Regions from separate parts of the Zea mays genome. Here regions 2 and 3 are each linked to region 1. Evidence: chromatin contacts called from public Hi-C data. All regions are on one chromosome and are shown on one strand. The core of a region is the stretch at or near the end of the contact, and the rest is flanking DNA. Distances in the headings are between cores, read along the strand shown. Region 1 holds the start of LOC100274788. Region 2 holds the start of LOC100276173. Region 3 holds the start of LOC100280194.

What was found. Hi-C and Micro-C count contacts between places; a contact is called where the count stands out from the background.
Region 2: a Hi-C map of ear shows a contact between it and region 1, with 5 times the contacts expected there. The contact joins the promoter of LOC100276173 here to the promoter of LOC100274788 in region 1. A contact is called at or near these places in 2 of 25 Hi-C or Micro-C datasets (ear and tassel).
Region 3: a Hi-C map of tassel shows a contact between it and region 1, with 4 times the contacts expected there. The contact joins the promoter of LOC100280194 here to the promoter of LOC100274788 in region 1. A contact is called at or near these places in 2 of 25 Hi-C or Micro-C datasets (ear and tassel).

What each region holds. Positions count from the first base shown.
Region 1 is chr10:31,128,847-31,133,620 of Zm-B73-REFERENCE-NAM-5.0, reverse strand. It overlaps LOC100274788, which reads right to left and starts at 1,879. Exons shown (of 2, transcript NM_001149070.1): 1 at 1,410-1,879; 2 at 386-1,292. The coding sequence starts at 1,838. The coding sequence ends at 1,425.
Region 2 is chr10:30,652,724-30,657,497 of Zm-B73-REFERENCE-NAM-5.0, reverse strand. LOC100276173 reads left to right here and starts at 2,688. Exons shown (of 10, transcript NM_001150023.2): 1 at 2,688-3,075; 2 at 3,204-3,342; 3 at 3,838-3,907; 4 at 4,028-4,092; 5 at 4,193-4,271; 6 at 4,507-4,594. The coding sequence starts at 2,757.
Region 3 is chr10:31,495,567-31,500,340 of Zm-B73-REFERENCE-NAM-5.0, reverse strand. LOC100280194 reads left to right here and starts at 1,897. Exons shown (of 7, transcript NM_001361028.1): 1 at 1,897-2,078; 2 at 3,136-4,774. The coding sequence starts at 3,163.

The DNA of each region.
Region 1 (4,774 bases), core at 630-3,129:
ATAGAAGATAACAATACATTTTCTTGATGTGCAGGAAAGCATACTTAAATCAGCAAATAAAATTCTTCAACAGAAGGTATTTTGCAATATTTCTCGGAAATGAAATTCTCAACTTACATAATAGCATAAACTGCAGGCACAAATTTAAAAAACAGATTTAGGCAGGAAATATGTTAACTACATTAAATTATTAAAAGGCAATTTCAAAATCCCGAGCTTTATTTTGGTATCTTGGGGTCCTTTTGGACCTTTATCTCCTTCTTAATATATTTTCGCGCAGCTCTCTTGCGCTTTCGAGAAAAAAATCCCGAGCTTTCAATGTCAGGTAATATTTTTTATGTATACAGGAATGCATCCTGAAAGCAGCAAACGAAGTTCTCCAACAGAAGGTAACAATAGATACTTAGATAGACAGTTTGCAGTATTCCCTTGGCAAATGGTCATTACTTAGTCTTACATATTATTGTGTCCATGCATAGCTATCATGAACTACAAATTAAAATTTTAAACCTGCAATAAGGAGGAAGATATAAATTACAAAACTGAATCCTAAATTCAGGCTTTATTGAAAACCACCCAACTTCAAAAGGTAGTACCTACCAAAACAAACTCCACATTTATAAGGGGCAGATCATACTCTTCATTGATTGCAAATTTTACAAGGGGCAGATCACACTCTCCATTTGATTGCAAATAAAGGTCATACTTTCATTAGAAAAGTAGAAGATGCTAATGGTACAGGTAACTGACAAGCTCATTTTTTACTGCCAGGAAAATGAGCACAATGAATTTATAAACAACAGATTGGTCTTTTCTGGTTTCATCTCCATTGGCTAGGTTGATACCAGAAAAAGCTTCATCGTCGTTGTCGTTGGTCTTTTCTAGGTCTTCATATTTGATGCATTACAACACAAATGAGAGTTTCTAATCTACAATATAGTCATTCTGGAATAACTGGTGTTGATGTTATTTGGTGTGTTTGTCTGTAAGACACCCATGTATTGATATTTTCATCATTCTGGTTTCAGATAGCACGTTTGTATATTGAATAAACATTTGAATTGAACAGCACTTTATTCTGGTTGTTCTTCTTAGGTATCCCCTGTTTGCTGAGACTAATTTGCAATCCAAATATCTCAGTGTGCAGAAAAATTTTAAGCACTTGGCAGTTGGCACTGGCAGACAAATATTTTCTACTGCTCCATACAAAAATGGAAACATTTGAAATCCTCTGTTTTTTCCTCTACCTGATCTTCCATCCGAATGCTTCGTGCGAATTTACAGCTTTTTTCCTGTGATAATGACGAAAATTCTAAGAGTACATATACGTTAAGAAGCCGTAAGACAGGTGTGAGAAATATATATATACAGAAAAACAAGTGCAAATTTAAGAAGGGGAAACGGGGCACCTTAAGGCGGATCGATCACAGCAGCGCGATAAGGACGAATAACAGGAGCGCGGCGACAAACGAGTACTTGACAGCGGCGGCAAAGATTGCCGCGGAGATGAGCGCGAGCTGCAGCAGCAGTGAGGCGCCAGCCCATACGAGCGCGCCCGTGAGCACCACAGCCACGGCGTTGGTGGGGTCCGGGGATAGCAGCTCCCCCCACCGGATCTCCGACAGCGCTGGGAGTGACGAGCGCCGGCGCTCCTTCTCCCCCTCCGCTGGAGGCCCGCCGTCGCCGTCTCCGTTTCCGCGGGAGGCCGCACGGGCGACCGCGAGGCGGGGGAGACAGTGGCTCAGGGAGTAGGACCCCGGGGTAATGGATCTGAGGTGGGAGACCGCGAGGCGGACGGTGAGGAAGGGTGGAACTAGGGTTCCGGCGTATGCCGCCATGGAAGGGAAGAGTAAGCAAACAGAGCAGAGCTGCAGAGGGGAAGCAAATGGGTGGGTGGATGACACGTCTGTATCCGGAGGTACATTCGGGCCGTCCCGCCCGGCCCAAGCCCGCAGGTCTTTTTTTTGAATTTCAGGTCGTACCGAGTCGACCCACTAGCCTAGTCCTCAGCTCACGGTCTGTACGTAAATATTTAAACGTGTTGAATTTATTTCGAGCGAACCAAAATTATAAAAGCCTGAAATTCACATCATAACCCAAAATTCAATTTTTAGACCGAAATTCAGTTTTTGGCCCAAAATTTACATCATGGGCTGAAATTCAAAACAAATAAAAAATAAGATAAAATTTTTTGACCAAAAGCAAACTTAGTATAATATTTGTATTAAGTTACCAAAACTATGCAATGATTACGAAGTTTACAAATCATTTTGTTAGAAGGAAAAAGAGTATAGTCAGCTCTATACAAAGTTCGTAAGTTCAGTTCATTATCTAATGTTCACAACAAAAGTAAAATTTCATCACATACTCTAATTTAAAGCTACAAAAAAACATTTAACTAGCATTATCTTTAGCTTTGTGTTCTTTATCAAGTACATGAAAGTGTGGAATGAAGTGTGGTTTTAATAAATACTAGTCAGTTGTCTGTGCGTTGCGATGGCTCACAACAATACCCACGTAAATTATCCACCAAAAAGATCCCGAGATTTTTTAATTGTCTCCGCTCTCCGCATAATATTTTTTATTTGACTAACTGATGTTGTTGTTTACTCCATCCAATATGTCTTGATACAACACGAGCATAGTGCCGTGCTTGGGACGTAGCCTCGTGCCGTAGTGCTAGTTCGGCCTAGCACGATTATTTTTTTTACAAAAAATCATATATACATATGTACAATTTATATTCAATAATAAAAATATCTGAGCATGATGTTCTGTTGGTTACACGGCTTCAACCAGTGTCTCTCGTCCTTCTTCCATCAGGGCGTGGGTTTGAACCCACTTTCTGCACCACTTTTTTTTAACATTTTATGCTGATTTAACCAAATAGCCCAAATGAACTAATGGGTCGGCTCGGCACGGTGTGAGACTCTGTTTGGTTTTGGTAATTGATTGACAACTTATATGGACTAATATGTGTTTATGTTGAGATACATAGGTGATTAGTCCACAGGTACACTAGTGTGAGTTATTTAAGCCATGGTGGTGATGTGGCTTGGTGATATTGAGATGCTCAACTAGTGTGATAAAGGAGCTCATCGCATATGAAGACATGACATGGTGTCATGTGGCTATATGGAGAAGATCAAGAGATATGACTTGGCTTCGATGGACCAAGTGGCTAGTGTGAAGGGAAAGTCAAAGGCTCATGTGTGAGGGACTGCGTGGCGGTGAAGCAAGATCAAGGACTTAGCACCGATGGACATAAAGCAACGGTGAAGAGAAAGCTATGATGATATTGATGAACTAAGAAGGCCATGTGATACATGGAGTGGATCATATCATTATAGAATTATCAAGCCATGTGTTGATCTGGGCTATTGATCAAGTGGTTTGATGATGATGGTGGAGGAACTTCATGCTATGGACAAATGGTAAAAGGTATCATGGTTGGCTACACTTATGGATGCACATTGTTCATCATTTCAGGAGATGGAATTGAATGCTCAAGGCAAAGGTATAACAATAGGTTTTTGTTTTACCGGTCAAAAGGTGCTTAAATGTTGATAATTGACCAGGTTAGTAGGCTAGATAGTCGTTGTCGGGGACCATAATTAGGGGTACCCTCAAGGCGCCTAATTCTCAGCTGGTAACCCCCATCAGCATAAAGCTGCAAAGGCCTGATGGGCACGATTAAGTCAGGGATCAGTCCACACGAGTGACTCGATCACGCTTCACCCGAGCCTAGCCTCGGCCAAAGGCAGCCGACCTCGAGAGACTTCCGTCTCGCCCGAGGCCCCCTTTTTATGGCGGACACATCACCGGCTCGCCCAAGGCCTTGGCTTCGCTCAGAAGCAACCTTGACTAAATCACCACACCGACTGACCAAATTGCAGGGGCATTTAACGCAAAGGTGGCCTGACACCTCTATCCTGACACGCGCCCCCGGCAGAGCCGAGGTGACCGCCGTCACTCCACCGCTCCACTGGCCAGTCTGACAGAAGGACAGCGCCGCCTGCGCCACTCCGACTGCAGTGCCACTCGACAGAGTGAGTCTGACAGGCAATCAGGCCTTGCCAAAGGCGCCACGGCGAACTCCGCTCCGCCCGACCCCAGGGCTCGGACTCGGGCTAAGACCCGGAAGACGGCGAACTCCGCTCCGCCCGACCCCAGGGCTCGGACTCGGGCTAAGACCCGGAAGACGGCGAACTCCGCTCCGCCCGACCCCAGGGCTCGGACTCGGGCTAAGACCCGGAAGACGGCGAACTCTGCTCCGCCCGACCCCAGGGCTCGGACTCGGGCTAAGACCCGGAAGACGGCGAACTCCGCTCCGCCCGACCCCAGGGCTCGGACTCGGGCTAAGACCCGGAAGACGACGAAACTCCGCCTCGCCCGACCCCAGGGCTCGGACTCCGCCCTGGCCTCGGCCGAACGACTTCCGCCTCGCCCGACCCTTGGCTCGGGCTCGGCCACGGCAACAGAAGACAGACTCAACCTCGGCTTCGGAGGAAACCCCACGTCGCCCTGCCTAGGGCACAGACCGCCACGTCAACAGGAGGCGCCATCATCATCCCACCCCGAATCGACTCGGGTCATGGAGAACAAGACCGACGTCTCATCCGGTCAGCTCCGCCAGAGAGGCAATGATGGCGCTCCACAAGCTCTATGACGACGGCGGCCCCCAGCTCTCTTACGGAAGCAGGACAACGTCAGCAGGGACTCGACCGCTCCAACAGCTGTCCCTCCATCAGGCTCCGCCGCACCTCCGACAGCC
Region 2 (4,774 bases), core at 1,439-3,938, 480 kb after region 1:
AGGTTGGGGCTATGAAGGAGGAGAGGAGGGGAATTGGATGCGTGGTTTTATAGTCCGCCCTGGTTGGACTCCCCTGGACACCCGACTACGCATGAGCTTCAAGATCCTCCACATCGCGCGGTCGAATCCCACCAGGTTTGTTACTGCTAGGAAGATGAACATGAACGGAGGAGGGCCCACCGGTCGGTTGGTGTGAAATCCGCATGGAGAGCACGTGCACAGATCCCGACGCCTTGGGAGGAACTCAATGGCTGACAAGCGGGGCCCCAACATCAGCAGAGGCAGCCAGGAACGCACGACCGCCACTGCCCAGTGGGGCTAGGCTGTCAGCCGAGCCGCCCCCAAGTTGGGCCACACGGGTGAGGGTGCTGGGCCGAGGAACTAGGTTTTGGCCCAGGGACTGTGTTGAAGTCACCCTTTTCTTTTATTTTTATTTCTTTTCAAACCCAATTTGAATGCATTTCAAATCCTATTATTCAAATTCAAATTCTTTTGTGAGTTTCATAAAGAGATCAAGTGCACAATCAAAAAGAAATATCAGTATGAAGGCATAGTTGTTTTTATTATATAATTGCTTTTATATTTTGGTTTTCCTTTCTCTTTATCTTTTCTTCTCTTTTCTTTTCTATTTCCATTTTCAAATTCTAATTTTCAAACTTAAACTTGTCTCATGAATTTGAATACAAATGCAAAATTATAGGATCAAGTTCTTTTGGACATTACAAAAGAGTGTGGAAAACATGGGCCCCACCAAAGTGTCGTTTCTTCATATGGCTGGTTGCTCAAAAAAGACACTGGATAGCCGATATATTAGCAAAACGAGGTATGAATCACCCAGAGAAATGCCCCTTACGTGAGCAATTTGATGAAACCATGGACCACCTTCTTGTGTCCTATGCCTTTGCATGAGAATTCTGGTATTATCTATTGAGAAAGTTCGGGATACATTCTTTAGCCCCTCAATTGGTTGATTCCTCCTTCTTAAGATGGTGGGAAGAGTTGTCAGGAGCAGTCAATGGCCTTATTAAAAGAGGCCTCAACTCCCTCATCATATTGGGTGCTTGGATAATATAGAATCATCGAAATGAATGTATCTTCGATAGGTGGACTCCTAGTTTATCTTTGATCCTATGGTCTGCAGATGAGGAGAGAAGATGGTGTGAAATTGCTGGAGCAAAAGGTCTCTCCTATTTGGCTGCCCCTTTAGCCGAGTCTTAGGGTTGGTGTGGTTGTTTTATAGTTTTCAGATGGTTTTTTCTTTATACTTGCTACTAGCCTTCGTAAGGAGGATCTTGTACATGGTCTTCTATATACCTTTTCTCTCTCTGCTTAATATATAATAGGGTCCAGCTCTCCTATGCGTTTGAGAAAAAAATCATCATCGTCGTTATATATATGGCTGCATCAATTTTCCCTACCTTCCATCTAAAAATTTTGTGTGCTCCCTTGGCAAAGTCATTAATACATGTCCTAGAAATTACCATGTAAATCTCCCTACTCCCCTCTCCACTTAAATAGTATGCAAAAATTAAGCACAAGTGGTGGTTTAACCATGGTTGTTGACTCTAAAACACACACTCACACCCACTTAGCCAAAAAAAATATATGTTTTTATGTTTTATACTCTATACTCAAGCATAAGATATTTTTTATAAAAATGGGAAAAAATAAAATCAAAACATACTGAGCCTAACCAGTTGTGCACACCTAAGGCCCAGGTACTATACATTGATCGATCGGACCGACATGAGCCGATGGACAAGGGTCCGAGCTAAACTGTGCTAGACCACACGAGGAGGAAACCATCACCACCATCCTCGCAAGACGCTCAGAACTTTCGAGTGCTTACTCTAGTGGCAGCAAGGCGAAGGGGAGAAGGAAGGGGCGGTGACAACAACTAGGGTTTGGTACCACCCGAGCCACCTCACGGGACATGGTTTCTCACTCGGCATATGAATGCATTTATGTAGGTTATATGGTAGACGTGTTCAGGTCATCCACAACAATCAATTTAAATAGAGCATAAATTATTGTAAAGATTTGAAATGTGTTTGAACAACTATTCTATTTAAACAAGGTACATATTTGAAATGTGATATATAGAAACCGTAGCGACATACAGACATTACTAGTATCTAGTGTAAAAAGTATTATGATACAAACATATCAAATCTTGTCTACCGAAAATATAGAGATACTTTTAAAAATAGTCTAATTCTTTTTACACTAGATATGTTATCTAGCGTAAAAAGAACTTTTAAAGAGAATGTGATTGCACTCAATTATAGGTGGATTTGATGAACATAATTTGATGTTAGTATTCTAATTCTTTTTACACTAGACATGTTATCTATCCTTGCCTCATTTCTTCTGTTTTTACTTTTTAATTATAGAAAATAGGAAGAAAATGTATAATAGCTAAATATTTTGCTCATCTTTTCAGAAACGAAATTAGAAACAAGAAAAAAAAGTAAAAACAACAAAGTAGCCCAGTTAAAACTTTGTGCTCAAGAAAAAGGCCAATAACGAGGCCCTCAACGGTCGAGCCATTGGCAATATTGCCATTATCATTTATGGGCTTCGCTAGTATGCCATCGGGCCACAAATCATAGACACAGATGGTCCCACTAGTCATAGACACGGGATGGCATAATAACAGACAACCAAAATTGAGAGTGGCAAAATCACAAATTTCTCTCAACGGTCCTAGCAATCGCGTCACCGTCTTCTCCATCGCCGGTGCTCCCTTACTCTCGATGGCATCCTCGGCCGCCGCTCGCCGCCTTCTCCTCCTCCGCCACCGCCATGGGAACCTTCTCCCCAAACGCCACTTCTCTTCCTCATCCGCTCCCGACGGCCTCGACGACGGCGGTGGCCGCGTCAAGATCTTCGACCGCGACCTGAAGCGCCGGCACCGGGACCGCGCGGCGTGGGTGATGCGTGAGACCGATGGGCTCGTGGATGCGGTCGCTGAGAATCTCCTAGACCGCCTCGAGGACTGCAGGAAAGCCTTCCCCTCCGCACTCTGCCTTGGGGGCTCCGCCGGCGCCGTCCGCCGCTTGCTCCGTGGCCGCGGTGAGCCACCTTGCATCCTGCTCCTCTAGTCTTCTTTCTTTAGTCGGTACTGTACTCCAGATAGAGCCTTGCCGCCATCAAGTTTCCACCAATTTTGCACAGAAATGCACTGAATGCCTCCGTCGCAGGTGGGATTGAGAGGCTGATCATGATGGACATGTCAGCCGATATGGTGAAGAAGTGGCGAGAGTCAGAGAATGCCACTGGTGATGGGCCTGAGACCCACTTTGTTATCGGCGATGAGGAGTTTCTTCCAATCAAAGAGAGGTGATTTCACTTTCTTGGTTGGTTTCAAATTCATGTATTGTATTGTATTGTATTGTATGCATGATATCAAAATGTACAAAACCCACAACTACTTTGCTGAGATTGCACTGTACCTGCCAATCAACTGCCAGCTCTACACAGGTGATTTGTGTAGTTGATTGACCTCGACTTAGCTTTTTAATAAAGCCACGCTGAGCCTTTGGTGAGTTTGATCTAAAAAATTGAATATGAAAAAAAGCGCAGATGTTTATCTTTCCCACTGTCATGTGGAAAAAGAAAAGTATTCTTTCATTCAGCAGTTGGGCTTTCAACTTCTCTCTTCCTACCTTTCTTATAGATCAAAGCATACATGATACATGAGAAAAATTGCTTCATGCTTACATGGTTTTTATTCTCATGTATGAGTGAGTCAGTTGTCGTGTCACAAGCATAATCATAGACACACAGACAGATCTTGCAACATTTACTCATTAATGTGGTTCATGGGTTCTGAAGCTCACAGGATTTGATAATGAGCTGTCTTGGACTTCATTGGACAAATGATCTACCTGGAGCAATGATACAGGTACATTTCTTAACCTGAACCAGTTTATATTGCTATGCAAGGTCTCTACAATGGTCAGTTATATACATAAAGAATACCTTAACTATTGATAGCTGGTTAATTATTACCTTTTCCTTGCAGTGTAGGCTGGCGTTGCAACCTGATGGCCTTTTTCTGGCAGCAATTCTTGGTGGAGAAACACTGAAGTGATAACCTGTCAAATTGTAGACAAAACTTGATTTTCTGATTTTTTTTGTCATTTTTATTTCCTTATCTGTTTTGTCTTGCCTCTATTTCTTTTATCAGGGAGCTTAGAATTGCATGCACAGTTGCTCAAATGGAACGCGAAGGGGGCATCAGTCCTCGAATGTCCCCTTTAGCGCAAGTATGGCTATTTTGTGTTCTGAATTTTGCTAAAAGTATTTGTAATTTTGTATGTACTCCCTTTACATATTTATTATGCCACTTCATGGTAAAGTTACTACTTGAGTTTTTCTTACAAAATAGACTGTGCAGACTTTTACAACGGTCAGATTAAATCTTGCATTCATATAACTACTCTATGTTTTCCTGTTATGATCCATTTGTTTTAATTGTGGCTTTGTATTGCACTTTTCAAGGTCCGTGACGCAGGAAACCTTTTGACAAGGGCAGGCTTTACCCTTCCAGGAGTTGATGTTGATCAGTATACCGTTAGATACAATAATGGTTTGTAGAAAAAAGAAAGCTTCAGTTTCTGATGAGTGTTGTGTATTGTTCATCTTCCCTTTTCCTTACAATATTACATGATGGTAGAATAAACGTGTATTTCGACTTGTATGCCTGGCTTTTGTGTGGTTGATGTTACATCTATCAAAAAAAAAAACTCGACCTGCGGGGGGTTAGACA
Region 3 (4,774 bases), core at 648-3,147, 370 kb before region 1:
CCTGCAATATTAAAGGGCAGTGGTCCGAGGTCATGGTACCAATGGCCTGTAGGTCAGCCTCGGGGAAAGATCATGCCACTCCGTTGTCGCTAAAAATCTATCAATTCTAGACATCATAGGATCATCTTGTTCATTTATCCAGGTGATTTTTTTCCGTTGAGATCAAGCTCTAGCAGCTGTAGAGAGTCAATTATGGAGTTGAGCCATCTCATTACTCTTCTATTGATTGACCCTTTGTTTTTCTCCCTCGCTCTCCTTATCATATTGAAGTCACCTAGAATCATCCTTCAGAGTTCATCATATTACGGATATTCCATAGCTTAGCAATGAAAGCTATTTTCTCATTTTCATGTGGAGGGCCATATACTCATATGAGGTCCCACTCCGCGTCCTCCAAGCGGGAACTGATTTGAACAGATATTGAACAAGCTGATGCATAAGAGATAATATTTATGTCAAAATAATCGGCACATAGGCAATTAGGATTCCACCCGAGGATCCGAGAGATGGCAAATGGACAGTCTAAGATGCTAGCTTGCAGCCCACAGTTTCCCTTAGCAAGTTGTTATTCCAGTTTATTATCTTTGTCTCCTAGAGACAAACGATGGTTGCTCCTGATGAGAGGATTGGTTGCTTCACATTTTCCCGTTTAGCTGGGTCATTCAACCCCCTTATGTTCCAAGAGAGAATAGTGCAGTTGGTACTCATTAACCAAAAGGGGCTCCTCTACTTAAAAAAATGTCACAATAGGAAGACAGTAAAACGAACACAGGTTCGGACCATCCTTCCATAGACAACATGCATCATTGTTCTAGAAAGGAACAACACACACCTTACAACCAAACTGAAAACAGACGGATACACATGCAGTGGTAGCCAAGGAATTGGGATCCACTACCCAGACGCCAAACTGCCAAACAATGCAGTCCTCATTACAAACTGGACGACCCACAGACAAACGCACTAAACCCACCAAAATATTAAAAAATGACTCAGTTCCCCATAGCAACCTTGAACGGTACCACCTTGCTACCCTTCTTCTTGGTCCCTTCCTTCTCTTTTCCCTAGTTTGCCAGCTCCATAATTGCTTCCATTTGTTCATTGGTGAAAGGCCTTGTGAAATGACTTGCAAGCTGCTCAAAATAGTCGACCTGGTTATTGGAATTCATAGCATTTGTTTTTGGCAATGATTTGTAGCATAATTATTTAGCTTGGCAATTAGATTTTTTTGGGCTTTGGCTATGGCATCTTGATTATGTCAATCTTTAATTTTTTCTTTGCAACAAGTCTAACACTAACTCTCTTACTAGTAAAGCTCTCACATTTCATTCAAACTCACACCGCAACTAATATTTTTGAACCTAACTCCATAACTTATACCAAATAAGCAGGGATGGATCCGGATACTTATTTCGATATTATTTTTTTGTCTTTTTTGTTGGACTCTAAACAAATAACATATAGAATTTGCTATATAAATTTATATTCTTGTTTTAGTTGTTTTTAGCTTTGAGCCTATTAATATTCATAGAGAGTAATCTTTAAATTTGTTCTATATTTTTTTAAATAATTGATATAAAATTTGGATATAGATATGAATACAAATTCAGATGTTTTTGTACTTTTTTTTATTATAGTGAGAAAATAATGCACACAAAAATTATACAAAATTTTATTCTTGTAACATGATTTATATCTATATTAAAAATATTCGATTTGACATATGAATGTTTTAGGAACATCCCCACAATTGTTTGAAATAGAGATTAATTTCTGCTGCATTTTATTCTGTGTCAGCCGACAAAATGTACTGTGGTGCAGAGGGAACACCGCGAGCTGTGACAGCAGGGGTGGTGAGGAAGATTTTAAAATCCGCCCGCGTGCTACTTCGAATCTCCGTCTCCTCCGACATTCACTGCCCGATGGCGATGGATGTAGGTTCCACCTCCAAAGGCGCCTCCTTTTTCGACGCCTTGATGCCTTTCTAGGACTAGGACCAGTCCGAACTGCTCGTGCTCCCTCTTTCCCGTGCGCGCTGCAGGTTGGTCGATCCCACCTGGCGGCCTCCGTGATTGCCGGTGAGTCCTTCTTCCTTTTTTTTTTCTTCGAAGCACGTTTTGGATCTTGGTGGCGGAATGCTGCTGTAGTGCTTTGTGCTCCAGCTCCTGGTGGTTCCTGGGATTGATTCTTGCATGGTTAGCGGCTGCACTGCGTTCGTCGGCCATTTCTCAAAAAGTATTTCAGATTCCCTTTCATCCAACATTCATTTCATCCCGTCTCTCTTCCTGGTGTCGTTTTTCTTTCTTCCTAGAATCTGCGTATTGATTTTCTCCTTCCCTTTCCAGATTGTGGAATAAACTATATACGAAATCATTTCTTCTCTCTTTTGCATCAAATCCATCCCAAAAAAATCTGGTTGCAACCACTTCGGTTTCATGTTTTGCCCGTAGCATTTTTTCATGATCTTTGGTTATGATTTTTATTTACCACGGATACCCATCAGCATATCACACACATATCGCTCTTTTATTTGGGTTTTCAGTGCTTTCTATGCTTTTGAAATGATGATGACCATTCAATTTAGCATCAGATAAAATGGCATACTGGTATGATATTTCTTTCGCCATTTTTTTATAATTTCTTCTTAAAAGACCCAAAATATTTTCTCTATATTACCTGAGAACTTATTGTAACATAATGTAAATAACCTTCGGTAAGGTGAAATGGGGAATAACTGAACAAGGTCTGACTCAGCAATCTACCTATAGATGGTTAGAACAGTGTTATACATTTTGTAGAATGAATTAGGACAGATAATTTTTCAATCTAGTTGTTTCCTCTTGGTACTAGACTGTAGTTTCTTTGTCCCTCCCCAATCATGTGCGCCTTCCTGTTCTTGATATGCATTCCTTCCCAAGTTGCAGATTGAGCATGCTGCTTCGGAAGCTGAAATTGTGTTCACTGCTTTATACTGAATTTTCACGTTCTTAAGATAAGATGTATCAGCTATGCATCTTTGTAATCTGCACCTACTTTAAATTGTAGAACACTTTAAAATTGTTTGCAGTGAACATATCTCAGTTATTTTCCAGCATGGTGATGTCACTTAATATTTACTGTTTTGCTCTCTGTCAGACAAGTCAGTGTCTTTCCAGACTGGAGATGGGGACTATGTTTGGAGCGTGTGTTGGCCCAAGTGAGCTTCACTTGAGGAAGGAACTTACTGCTTTGCAAAAGGCGCGCTGCTTGCAGGACCCTGACACTTGCTCAACATGGAGATCACCTTTGAGTTCTAGGTCACTGGTGGCAACTTCAAGGATTACATACAACGGTGGTATTTCTAGTAATTTAGCACCAAAGCACAATGAGTCACCTTGTGCACCTCCAAACACTGATAAGAAAAGAAGAAAGGTTTATCTCTACAATTGGAGGCAGAATTCTTATAAATCTAGTGAAAGCGGAATGAAGATAGATGAGGATGTCAAGCAACCATCTGGTGATCTAAGCCTGGACAGTCCATGCAAGTCTAATGGGGTAAAGTCCAAAGGTGATGCATATCTGGATCCTCCAGCCAGCATCTACAATGTTCAGAGTTCAACATCATGTACTCCTGTCAAAAGAATAGCTAGAAGGAGAAATGGTGTTTTGTCCAAGAAAGGAGCAGTCAGAAACCAAGCTATACCGAAGTTGTCAGATCTTCAGGTTAACTCTGGTGAGCCATCTGAGGATACTGAGAACTGCAACTCAGAGGCTCTGGAGATACTTCGAAGAGGCTACTTATCTCATCCTGCATCTCCGCTATTTGCTGCATGTGGTTGTGTCAGCTCTTCAAATCCTTCAAAACTACTGAAAATAGGTAGAAGAGAGGGATCTTCCTTTTCTTGCACACCGGTTTCTACTAGCTCCTATTACAGGCATGTAAGAAGGAACACCAGCACTGTTGGTTCTTGGGATGCTAGGACTGCTACTTCTCTTGATGGTGATGAGTCTAACCAATCAGCAGTTCTGAGAAGTCAGAGGTCGCATGTCCCTTGCTATGTATCAAAGAGGAGAAAACATCAAGGATCTGAAGGAAGTAATTATTCTCCTTCACTATCCGCTATACTTCGAAGAAAAGGTAGCAGCCTAATATGTGGGAGCCAGACAATGCACAAGAAGAAGAAATCATTTGGTTCAATGAAATGGGCACATTCGAAGAAGTCTGCTCAGGGAATGCCACTTTTGGGTAATAGCTGTGATTTTGGTTCGTCGTCATTTGATTCATCAAGTGATGATCTCTCAACCAATATAGGGGAGCTTGATATGGAGGCTTCAAGCCGGTTGGATGGGAAAAGATGGTCAAGCTGCAGAAGCCAGGATGGGATGGATCTATCTGTTCATTGTGCTGATCTGCACGAGTCAGACCCGAGAAGCTTGAGCCAAAAATATAGACCAAGAGCATTCCCAGAAATTGTTAGTCAAAATATTGCAGTCCAATCACTTAGTAATGCTATAACAAGGGAAAGGATAGCTCCTGCCTATCTTTTTCAAGGTCCTCGTGGAACAGGAAAAACATCGACTGCAAGGATATTTTCAGCAGCTTTAAATTGCCTTACTACTGGAGATAATAAACCCTGTGGGGTATGTAACCACTGCACTGACTTCTTCAGTGGAAAAGCTAGCAATATAAAAGAAGTTGATGCAAGTAACAGAAAGAGTATAGGCATAATTAAGCACTTGCTGGAAAATTTGCCGCCATCTGCGCCTTTGTCCCGGTACAAGGTGTTTGTTGTCG